Regions from separate parts of the Arabidopsis thaliana genome. Here region 2 is linked to region 1. The links are chromatin contacts, called in public capture Hi-C maps. All regions are on one chromosome and are shown on one strand. Each heading gives the region's core, a stretch centred on a gene start, on an enhancer-like site or on the middle of the called end of the contact. The rest is flanking DNA. Distances are from core to core; before and after follow the strand shown. Region 1 holds the start of AT5G25170 (PPPDE putative thiol peptidase family protein). Region 2 holds the start of AT5G25240 (stress induced protein).

Region 1 (5,533 bases), core at 1,475-3,974:
TTTCAAAAATCTCTAATGCTCGAATCATAATGAAAACAATGTACATAGTCGAAGAAACAACAAAGAAATAACGAAGAGAATGTCGGTTTTGAATTAGGTCGTCCACAACTCAATATGTTATATGTGATCTTAGAAAAGGAGCGAGATACTGAAGATAGACTTCTCCGGTAAACATTTTTTTTTAATGTAATGTTAAATTATATTATAAAAAAAAATTGGTACTCTGGTGAACATTGAAGTTCTTTTCAGCAGGATAATCAAAGGAAAAGAGGTTTGAAGAAGAAAAAAAATTGGTACTCTAGAAAAGTGTGATGACCAAGACCTACTCTATATCAATATATGGATCCCTTTCATTGTGCAAGGTGGAAAAATTATGGACTAAGAGAGTTTTTGGAGACTCTATTTGGAAGAAAATATAGTTAATCATTTAGTATTCAAGAAAGATTAAGAACACAAGTATAAAATAATAACTCTCTTTTATTATCTTTAGAAACTCTCTCAAAACCTAAAGTCTCAATCTCTCTCAAATCTCATAAGTTGTATCACAACATTGATACCTCCTTATATAACAAAGCTTTAACCTTACCCTAATGATTAGATAATTCTTAATATCATAAGATAACTCCAATAATATATTCTAGATATCTCCAAAAATAATAAAGTTCAATTTCCTTTTCTCTTCTTTAGTAACTTACGCCTCAAATTACTCTCCTCAAACTTATCCAACAAATCATACGTTATTTACTTGTCCCTTTCTTGTTTGGAAGATAAGTGCTCTGCCTTACTTTAGAGGAACCACAATTTCTACTAATTAATATCAATATATATCGGGATCTTTCCAATTCATTTGGATCCTGATTACCAATTCATTTGGTTATTCATAAATGAGTTTCATTTCCATGAGGTCCACCGTCCACCGAACAACGTTATCGAAAAGACTAAGGAAGTTGCATGTATAATAAAAGTGATCGGCCCATAACGCCGTCGTCACTTTGACCTGCTTTCATTTATGAGTCTCTGACTATTACCAATCATATTCATAACCAAATAAAATTATTTTTAAACAATGATAATGGATGAACATGGTAATTGACAAGTAATCACTTGAATATAATGCGAGTAACTTATATTATCATCACGAGAATTTGAATATAATTATTACGTACACAACTTGTTGGTCTCCAAAGTCGTTCCACAAATGGCCATGGCTAATGAATTGTCTAAGTCATTAAATAGACATAGTTTTTTTTTTTTTTTGACCTATTAAAATCCAGCTTTTCAAAATTTCAAAATTAATCTATCGACTAAATAAAGAAGCTAATATCTTATTTAATGTTATATTAGCTTTCTAATATATGGTATAGCTTATCTTTAGAATTCAGTGGGAAAAAAAGAAAACAGATACAAATGTTTAGAAGAATGATCAAGTACTAATTTAATAGGCTTTCTGAGTCTAATGTTCATTCCACTAATATATTAAACTATCTTTAAAAGACGGCTAAAACATTTGTGAAGAGTTACTATTATTGGGGAAAAAAAGAAGTCATTTGTGAAGAGTCCATTATAATATCTTGTGTGTTAACCCCTATGCCAAGTCCGTTAATGATAATATTTTGTCAATTATTTTACATGAAATTATATGCCTTTTCTTTATAACTTTTGATAAAAAAATACTGAACAAAGATCGTAAGCTCAAGCTCATATAGAAAGATAAGTTCGTACCTAACAATTATAAATATATTTGATAATTGTGAATCCGTGAATTATGTTTTGCTATTAGTAAATGAAGTTTGAACTAAGTACTATATATATACATTAATCACATAAAACAGAGAATCAGTCTATAAATTTCAAGTAAGTCAGCGTAATTTCTTTTTGTTGTTTGTTTGGTCAAAGATTAAAAAAAACGTAATTATGTTGCCAACTTCACGCCCTAACAGCTAGTCATCGTTTTGCTTAGAACGTACACAAAGACACAACTCCTGAGACATGGCTCGTGGCTTTGTCGATTTCTATTTATTTAATTTAATTTACCTATTTTACCTTAATCTTCTTCAATTTTTACAAAGTCTACCACCAACATCCACGTTGAACCGGTTTATCTAACATAACTATACATCCAAATTGTTCCCATACTAGTTATTGTAGATGTTTCTTCACAAGAATTATAACTATGATGAAAATATAGAGAATAATACAAAAATAAGAACACTATTCTTAACACATATGACATTGTATTATCAATTTTAAAACTTACAAAATTGTTAGGTAACGTTCTGATGAAAATTAGTCTGTAACCAATTAATCAAAGAGCATAGGCTTTATATATATAATTGATTAATCATAACTTTTAAAATAGCATGTTAAATTTCTATCTTAGTATATCATTTGTACATTTTTAACTTTTTATATTAGAATAAAATAAAATAAAATAAACTATTACTTATGCACCTATTCCGTTTATCTGGATATCTTAGAGTAATATACATGTAAGCTAAAATTGATTTGGCTAATATTAAAACGTCAATATAATTTTAATCATCTAGGCGACTAATTTTAAAACACGGTATATAATTAATTAAAATTTCTCTCGCTGTTAAAAATATTATGTTCATTTTTGTTGTTGTTGGAATGTTCAATTATGCACTTTGCTACAAACTATTAAGGTGTCAAAATTGATTCCTAGAAAAAGACAAAGTACACACTTCAGAACTCACAAGTCCTCGTTGGCGTCGATTGACGTCAAAAGCTTCAATTAATAATATAGGGCCAAAACGTGAAAATAATAAATTATAAGGACTAAACAACAATTTATACCCTAAACAAAATGAGAGAAGAATGACAGAAAGCAGAAAAAAAAAAAAAGAATGTAGCTTTTAAGAAAGAAGGAAACATCATCAGAAGCTTCTCTCTCAGATTGACAGAAGAATAAGATTCCAAGCTCCTCTCTTTCTTCTCTTAAAGAAAAGATGTTGTGTAGAATGGTGGTGGTGACTGGCCGGAAAAAGAAACCCGGTTCGGTTCCGGTTTATCTGAATGTATACGATCTCACACCCATCAATGGCTACGCTTACTGGTTAGGACTTGGGATCTATCACTCTGGTGTTGAAGGTAACTCCTTCTCTCTTTTTCTTGGAAATTATTTGTGGGTTTTGGTTAAAGCTTAAAACTTTTGAATTGTAGATTGAAAATTTCTCATCTTTGAGAGGAAGAGATTTGATTCTGTTTTAGATTGTTTAGTTAAAGTAAGAGACTTTTTAAGTTTGATGTTTGTTGGTTTTGTTTTGTTTGTTTGTAGAAATTGAAATAGACTGGTTTCATTTTTCAATAGATTCCAAAACTGGAAACTTTTTTTGACCCATTTTTGGATCAACTCTTCTGATTTTCTATTGAGTAATAATAATCAGAACTTGGTTTTATGTGACTATTAAAGTGAGTTGTATAATATCTTATTATTAGATATGTCTGTCCAAAAATGAAAGTATGTTTATATATTGAGATCTAAGTTGTTGTCTTAATGTTTGCTTCCTAATACAATGTTATGGTTTTAGTTCATGGAGTTGAATATGGTTTTGGAGCTCACGATCATTCGACTACCGGGATATTCGAGGTGGAACCGAAGCAATGTCCGGGTTTCACATTTAGGAAGTCTATATTGATTGGAAGAACTGATTTAGATCCTGAAAACGTTCGTGTCTTTATGGAGAAACTTGCGGAAGAATATAGTGGAAACAGTTATCATTTGATTACTAAGAATTGCAATCACTTTTGCAATGATGTTTGTGTGCAACTGACTCGAAGATCGATCCCTAGTTGGGTTAACCGTCTTGCTCGCTTTGGTAAGAAGTTAGAGAACAGAACATTTGATTTTTACTCTGTTTTAGTAAAAGCTCATTAGGTTTAGGTTTGTTTTTTTGGGTTTAGGTTTGTTTTGCAACTGTGTTCTGCCGGCGGAGTTGAATGAGACTAAGGTGAGGCAGGTGAGATCAAAGGAAGAGAAGATTCCGGAAGTAGAGAAGAAGAAACTTCGGAGTAGATCAAGTAGGTTTCCACCTGGTCCTTCGCTTTCTTCGTCGGGTTCTTTAAACCGAAGCAGAAGAGGAGAAAGGAGAAGACAATGTCTTCCTCCATCACCAACTGTGAGTGTTTAGCTCTAGTCCTAGTAAAATTATACCTTTTTGTTTCGCAATTTGATTCGGTAGTAATGTTTAAGCTACAAGATATGGATTGAACAAACATTTTCTTGATAGTAATGGTATAAGATTTTCACATTACATATTTTGAACTATGAAATTATCAAGTGAAGTGAAGTTCAAAAAGAAAAAAAAAAGTGAAAGTGAAGTCAAGTCCATTGGGTAAGGACTGGGATAAGTTGAAGTGGAACTTTCTTGGGACAAACAAGTCCATATGATTCTTCAAGATCAACATCTTCTATGTTCATTCCTTCCGGAAGCTTCCAGTCGAAACGGTAAAGAAGATTGATAAGAGTCAAGTGTACCAATGCCATACCTAATCCCATACCAGGGCACATTCTCCTTCCGCTACCAAACGGCAGCAACTCAAAGTCTACACCTTTATAGTCAATCTCGCTATGCATAAACCTCTCTGGGATGAAAACTTCTGGATCTTTCCAAACATTTGGATTCCTTTGAACAGCCCATATGTTGACATAAATCCATGTTTTCTTTGGAATGTCGTAACCTCCAATCTTTATATATTTTGAAGCCTCTCTTGGAATCAGAAGTGGCACAAGTGGGTTGATCCTTAATGTTTCTTTAATCACCATTTTCAAATATTCGAGTCGTTCTATATCTTCTTCTGTGATATCATCTTTGTTTTTGATCACTTCTCTTACCTCGGCTTGCGCTTTCTTCATAACTCTTGGGTTTTTAATCAAATGTGTCATCACCCATGTCACAGTGTGGCCAGAAGTGTCCACTCCAGCGATAAGAACGTTCTGCAAAATAATATATGGATTCACAAAAGTTAATCACTATGCAACACGTAAAGAATAAAATTATATATGGATTAACTAAGTAAGAGGTTCCCATTACTTACTAGAAGAATTCCTTTAGTGTGGTTTCGTGTAAGTTGAAACTCTCCAAGTCCTGTCTCTCCCTTTTCCATCTTTAGTAGCAAACCAATGATATCGTCTTTGATATTAGTATCTTCTAGGTGATGCTTTATAGATTGATCAAAAAACGAATCCATTTCCTTAAAAACCTTCTCACATTTGCTATGTAACCCCGTGATCCTATCGATGATTCTACCAATAATCGGGAAGTAATCCGCTGCTGCGAAACGCCCCACCACCTCCATGGTTCCTTGAATGACTTCCTCATAAGTATTCGCAAGTTTGCTCCATTCAAGACTTATGCCAAATCCAACTTTACAAATCACACTCCCAGAGAGTTTCACTAACTTCTGTTTCATATTAACTGTTTTCTCCAATGAAGCATGTTGTTTGATGAAATCAACGAATGAGGCAACTTCTTCTTGTCTTACATTTTGAAACGATTTGACCCTTTTCGCG
Region 2 (5,533 bases), core at 819-3,318, 54 kb after region 1:
TCCGTCTTGCCAAAAAGCCATTTATTTATTAATATTATTTTTATTAATGATATGACTCTGAATTATAATCTAAACATTTTAGTTAATAACATAGGAGTGCACCATATTTATTTAATAGGAGAATGTACCATATGAGCCGAACGCACTTTTATCCAAATCCACCAAAAAAGTCTTGCAAAAATACTATAGAGATAAGAAACGATTGTCGGTTTTGATAGGTATAAGATTAGCAAATATATTTGTTAGCTTAAATTAGTTAAAGAATACAAATTGAAAAGGTATATTACACTTTATTCGAATATAGTATCAAAACTTATATAACACAGAGATTTGTTACTTTTTAATTGTTGAATATTTTTTTTTGTGCTAATTTTTATGTGATTAAGATTTAATTGATTTCGTAAATAAAATATTAAATTGTTTACGAACTTATTTGTTTATAATTTAGTAATAGATAGATATTTGAATATTCAGTATATTTTGCTTTAGTTTAGGAAATCTTTGATGACCCGTCTTTAGATCCAATAAGCCCTATAATCTAGATATTAACCTGCTGTATACCGCAAGTAGGCTTATATTTTAGTTAAACTAAAAACTTTTATTGTAAAGATGATTTAAAAATATATGATATTATTTTATTTGATTTTAAATGTATAGTAAACTGTGAGTTGTATATGTTTTGTTGATATTATCTATATTGTTTAGTGTTTAAGATTATACACTTGTAGTTTGATTGTTAATTTAAGAGTTTGACATGTAGTATACCATCTTGTATTAATATCGATCTAAACCCGTTAATTCTAGGATTTTCCAGCTTGTATTAAAAATTGAATCACATCTAATATGTTATTAATTATTGTAGTATATAAGATTATAAATTTTCAATATAATATGTATGAAATTGAATATAAATATTTCAAATTATGACCCGTTACTCAGTAGAAAGTTTTCTTAAATCTATTTTTCATCCGTTATAATATTTTTCATGTATTGAACAGTTTATATTCGTTTTTAAAATTCAAATTATGACATATGCGAAAAAAACTCTAATTATTTTTTTATAATGATGATATTATTTTTCGGCAAAAATAGAATCATATAAAGATGAGAAGTGAAATATAATAATTAATAAAAAAATTAATATGATAATTTAGATATCAAATCTAATTTGTTGATTTTAATTGGTTACTTTTTTGGAACTTAATAATGCATTTCATTTTTCTAATTAAATTAAATTAATTAAAATTTAGATATCAAATCTTATATGTTGATTTTGATTGGTTATTATTTTTTGGAAATTAATAATGTATTCCGTTTTTAAATTAAATTAAATTAATTAAATTAGTATTTGACTTTTTAATCCTTAAAGAGATAAATTAATTTATTCTTTAAAATTTTATTTCTAATGGCATACCTATGTAATTACTTACAAAAATTAAGGTTACATTTAAAATGTACTTCCCAAATAATATAGTAGGATGTTTGTATTAACATAAAAGACCAATAATGATAAAAAAAAATTATACAAAAAAAAAGATTTAAGTAAAAAATAAAAAATTAAACTTTGATGACAACCGGAGCTACAAACCTCTCCGGTGAAGAATCTTTGCCGTCGCCGCCGTCATCGAAATTAAGACTATAGTTTTTCAGATCATAAGTGAAATCAACATCTCTCCTCATCTTCTTCCTGCCACTACTAAAACTTCTTATAAAGTTTTTCCACTTTGGTCCCGCGATTTTCTCAGAAATCTCTTTTAGCCCCTTAAGTTTCTCACTTCCCCAATTCCCTCTTCTTTCTTCCTGCAAACAACCACTCCAGCCACCGCGACTGCGAGACTCGTCGTCTCCTCTCCGCCACCGGGTGAAACTGAAACTACGAAAGTACCCACATCCACAAAACGCAGCCGTTTCTTCATAATCATCGGAGAGCAGATTCTCTCTATCAGTGGCCATGATAATAAAAAACAAAACAGCGAGTTTTTGATTAAAGGAAGAGACTCGATACTATATATAGGTGAATGAGTTTAGGACACGTGGCGTGTCGACCGTTGGGTGATAGTAGTGATGGGGTATGTTGTTGGACTGTTATGAGAAGAGTGTGACAGTGATGTGAGAGGAGCGGGATTAGGATTCGCTGGCTAATGATGAAAGACAGCTGTGAAGGCGGGAGCGAAACGGTTGCTTTCTTTTCTCTTTTGTCTTTAAGGATAATTATGAAACGATTTATTGATATGACTAAATATTAAAACTTTAAACAAATTAGAGGATATCTGAAAAAGTGAAAAGTGATTACAATTATTATTTTAAGAACTGGTTGTTGATGATGATGATGATAATAACTGATAGATATTTTTATTTTGATACTATATATATATATATATATATATTGGTTTCATTTTCATATATATAAGAGAGAAATTTTGACCAAAAAAATATGATTCTAAAAACGTTGAATTACCAAATATTTGTACTAGTTTGGAATGAAATTCCATATTTTTAGAATTTTGATATCAATTTGCATCTTCTTGTTTAGGTGAATTCTTGTAGTATTGATTTACATATAAAATCCCATATAAAATTCCCTACATAACATTTGAATCTCGTTAGGTAATTTTTAGATTTTCATCAATATTGACTACTATTAAATAACACATTATTTTCTTGACAAAAAAAAAATGAAATTACTAAGACAATAACACCCTGCATTTGGCCATTTACTATCAAATATCGAATATTTCTAGATTATAAGTTGATTGAAATTCTATAGAAATTTATCATCTAATAACTAACTACATCATATTGGTTTATAAGGTTTTATTAGCTGAAAATTATAGTTAAAAACAACGAATAAAGTAGTACTTTCAATGATGAAAAAAAAAAAGTAGTACTTTCAATATTGCAATAAGTAAGATTAAAAAGTGTTTAAGTAAGACAAAAAAAGAAAAAGGTAACCACTAACCAGCCTGGAAACTGATGATTAGCCGTGGATTAAAAAGCAAAACTGGTGTTTAGAGATTTGCTAAACCAAACCAAACCAACTCACAATATTATAAAAAGGCTGTCCCATGTTGCCTAAACTAATCTCATTATTATAACGATGACTCACTGATCACCCAATAATCATTATGTTTTTGTCCTAATCATCATAACAAAGATTGCATTATGAAAAGTTTTTGTTTAATTAATTACTCGATCCAATCTAGAGTACGCAGTTCTATCTCTGATGTAGCATGAGATAGATTCAAACAAGACTTGACTAAGCTGATCATTAGTCCAACCATTTCAAGTGATATCTTCAGTTTTTGAGGCTTTTAGATGGGCCTAACTAGTCCAACAATTTCAGTGATACCTGCAATTTGGGTTTTGATATCTTTCACTTATAGATGTTTCATAAAAAATCCAAATCTTTTTTACTAATTACAATTATTATATATTCAATAAAATCATGCAGTTCTATTTCATGAATATTTAAGCATAGAGACTCATGTATTTTTCTTAGAAAATATTGGCAAAATGAGAAAAGTTAGGATTTAAATGGTATGAGAAGATTTGTAACTAAATATAAAATAAAATATTTTAGTACGTATGACCTCTAGAAAGAAAAAAAGTCAACAAAATTAAATTCATAAACCGCGTGGAGAGAAAATAAAGGAAGATCATAACAAAACAAATCAAAAAATTTGCTAAATATAATATCCGACACATCTATATATACATTTTTGCAGCCACTTTGTAAAATAAATCATGGAGTTGAGATTTATTTACAGCGGCTGCCACTAGCATTTAATAATTGTTTTTGATAATTAGAAAGAAAATCTTCTAATTAAATATTTGACATTTAACAATCTTCCCAAAATCTCTCTACCTTACCTACACGATTAATTACTAAAATAAAACTTCCAAAATATTTAATATTATTTAATTACTTCAAAATTATCATTTTTGATATTGCTTTTCTACATGATTATAATCATCAATCCGTATAGATATTTGATAGCATTTAATTACTACAAAATTACAAAATATTTAGACAATAATTCATAAACATATCATAAATAAGATCAACATTAATAAAATAAATGAGTTTTTTTTAGAGGACAGGTTGGCAGGGTTTGGCAGGACGTTACTTAATAACAATTGTAAACTATAAAATAAAAACATTTTATAATATACACAATTTACAAACTTTTATATATATTATTTTAAAAAATAAATTGTTCTCGCGGTGTACCGCGGGTTAAAATTTAGTATGATTGTAAATTACAAAACTTACCAATTTAACCACTTAAACCAAAAACCAAAAAGAGAAAAAAAAAATCATTAAAAAAGAGTAATTTAAGGATTCCATATTTAACTTCAAAATAAACCTAAAGTACCTCGCCGCCAATAGGCGATGGCTTCAAATATGTAGTTTCTTGGAAATGCGTTGATTTTTTCTGTAAGACTAAGTCTTCGTACATAACGCACGACTATATATATATAATAAGTCCTTAAGAACTCAAAACAAAGTCTTCTAAATCATTTGGGCGAAAAGTCCAAATTAAATCAAAAGATGTTCAAAGTTGCAAGAGCGTCACAGTATTTGGCGATCACCGGTGCTGGTATCGAAGACATCAAGCTTTCCAAGAAGTCATGGGTGTTTCCATGGCAATCTTGCACCGTCTTCGACGTTTCTCCGGTGAACTATACTTTCAAAGTCCAAGCCATGAGCGCAGAGAAGCTTCCTTTTGTTCTTCCCGCTGTTTTTACGATTGGTCCTCGCGTTGATGACGATGACGCGCTGATTTTGTATGCTAGGTTGATTTCTCCTCATGATAAAGATTCAAATCATGTCCATGAGCTTGTTGAAGGTGTTATTGAAGGAGAGACTCGTGTTCTTGCTGCTTCCATGACTATGGAAGAGATCTTTAAAGGTAAACCCCAAATTTAGGGTTTTAGATGTTAAGTTTATTGGTGAATATGAGGATGTTAAGGTAGATTTAATTTATGTAGATATTTTTCGGATTTGATTGGTGACATAAAGTTGTAGTAAGACTAGGGTTTTGTATAATGATTTGGCTAAGTCTCTTTAAATAAATGTCAGTTTGATTGGTTATAACTAAGACATATTTTGTGAAAGTTTTGGTTAAAAGAGTTTTTGATTTTATGTATTTGAAGGGACAAAGGAGTTTAAGAAGGAGGTGTTTGATAAGGTTCAACTAGAATTAAACCAGTTTGGTCTTGTGATATACAATGCCAATGTGAAGCAGCTCGTTGATGTGCCTGGACATGAATACTTCTCTTACTTGGGTCAGAAGACTCAAATGGAAGCAGCAAATCAGGCTAGGATCGATGTCTCTGAGGCCAAGATGAAGGGAGAGATCGGTGCCAAGGAACGGACTGGTCTTACTCTCCAGAACGCAGCCAAAATTGACGCTGAGTCAAAGATCATATCGATGCAGAGGCAAGGAGAAGGAACAAAAGAAGAAATCAAAGTGAGGACTGAGGTTAAAGTGTTTGAGAATCAGAAGGAGGCTGATGTAGCTAAGGCCAA

What was found. Capture Hi-C pulls out chosen DNA fragments and counts their contacts.
Region 2: a contact with region 1 is called in a capture Hi-C map of root, with 8 times the contacts expected there. The contact joins the promoter of AT5G25240 here to the promoter of AT5G25170 in region 1. A contact is called at or near these places in 14 of 26 Hi-C or Micro-C datasets (callus, cotyledon, leaf and 5 more), 1 of 2 datasets of contacts at active chromatin or transcription factors (shoot) and 3 of 3 other capture datasets (root, seedling and shoot).

What each region holds. Positions count from the first base shown.
Region 1 is chr5:8,690,288-8,695,820 of TAIR10.1, forward strand. AT5G25170 (PPPDE putative thiol peptidase family protein) reads left to right here and starts at 2,725. Exons shown (of 3, transcript NM_122426.5): 1 at 2,725-3,111; 2 at 3,552-3,839; 3 at 3,925-4,808. The coding sequence starts at 2,970. The coding sequence ends at 4,151. CYP71B14 (cytochrome P450, family 71, subfamily B, polypeptide 14) reads right to left here. Exons shown (of 3, transcript NM_122427.2): 2 at 5,059-5,533; 3 at 4,343-4,957. The coding sequence ends at 4,343.
Region 2 is chr5:8,745,222-8,750,754 of TAIR10.1, forward strand. It overlaps AT5G25240 (stress induced protein), which reads right to left and starts at 2,069. Exons shown (of 1, transcript NM_122433.3): 1 at 1,373-2,069. The coding sequence starts at 1,953. The coding sequence ends at 1,558. It overlaps AT5G03945 (a long non-coding RNA gene), which reads left to right and starts at 2,950. Exons shown (of 1, transcript NR_142719.1): 1 at 2,950-3,151. It overlaps FLOT1 (SPFH/Band 7/PHB domain-containing membrane-associated protein family), which reads left to right and starts at 4,459. Exons shown (of 2, transcript NM_122434.3): 1 at 4,459-4,913; 2 at 5,158-5,533. The coding sequence starts at 4,553.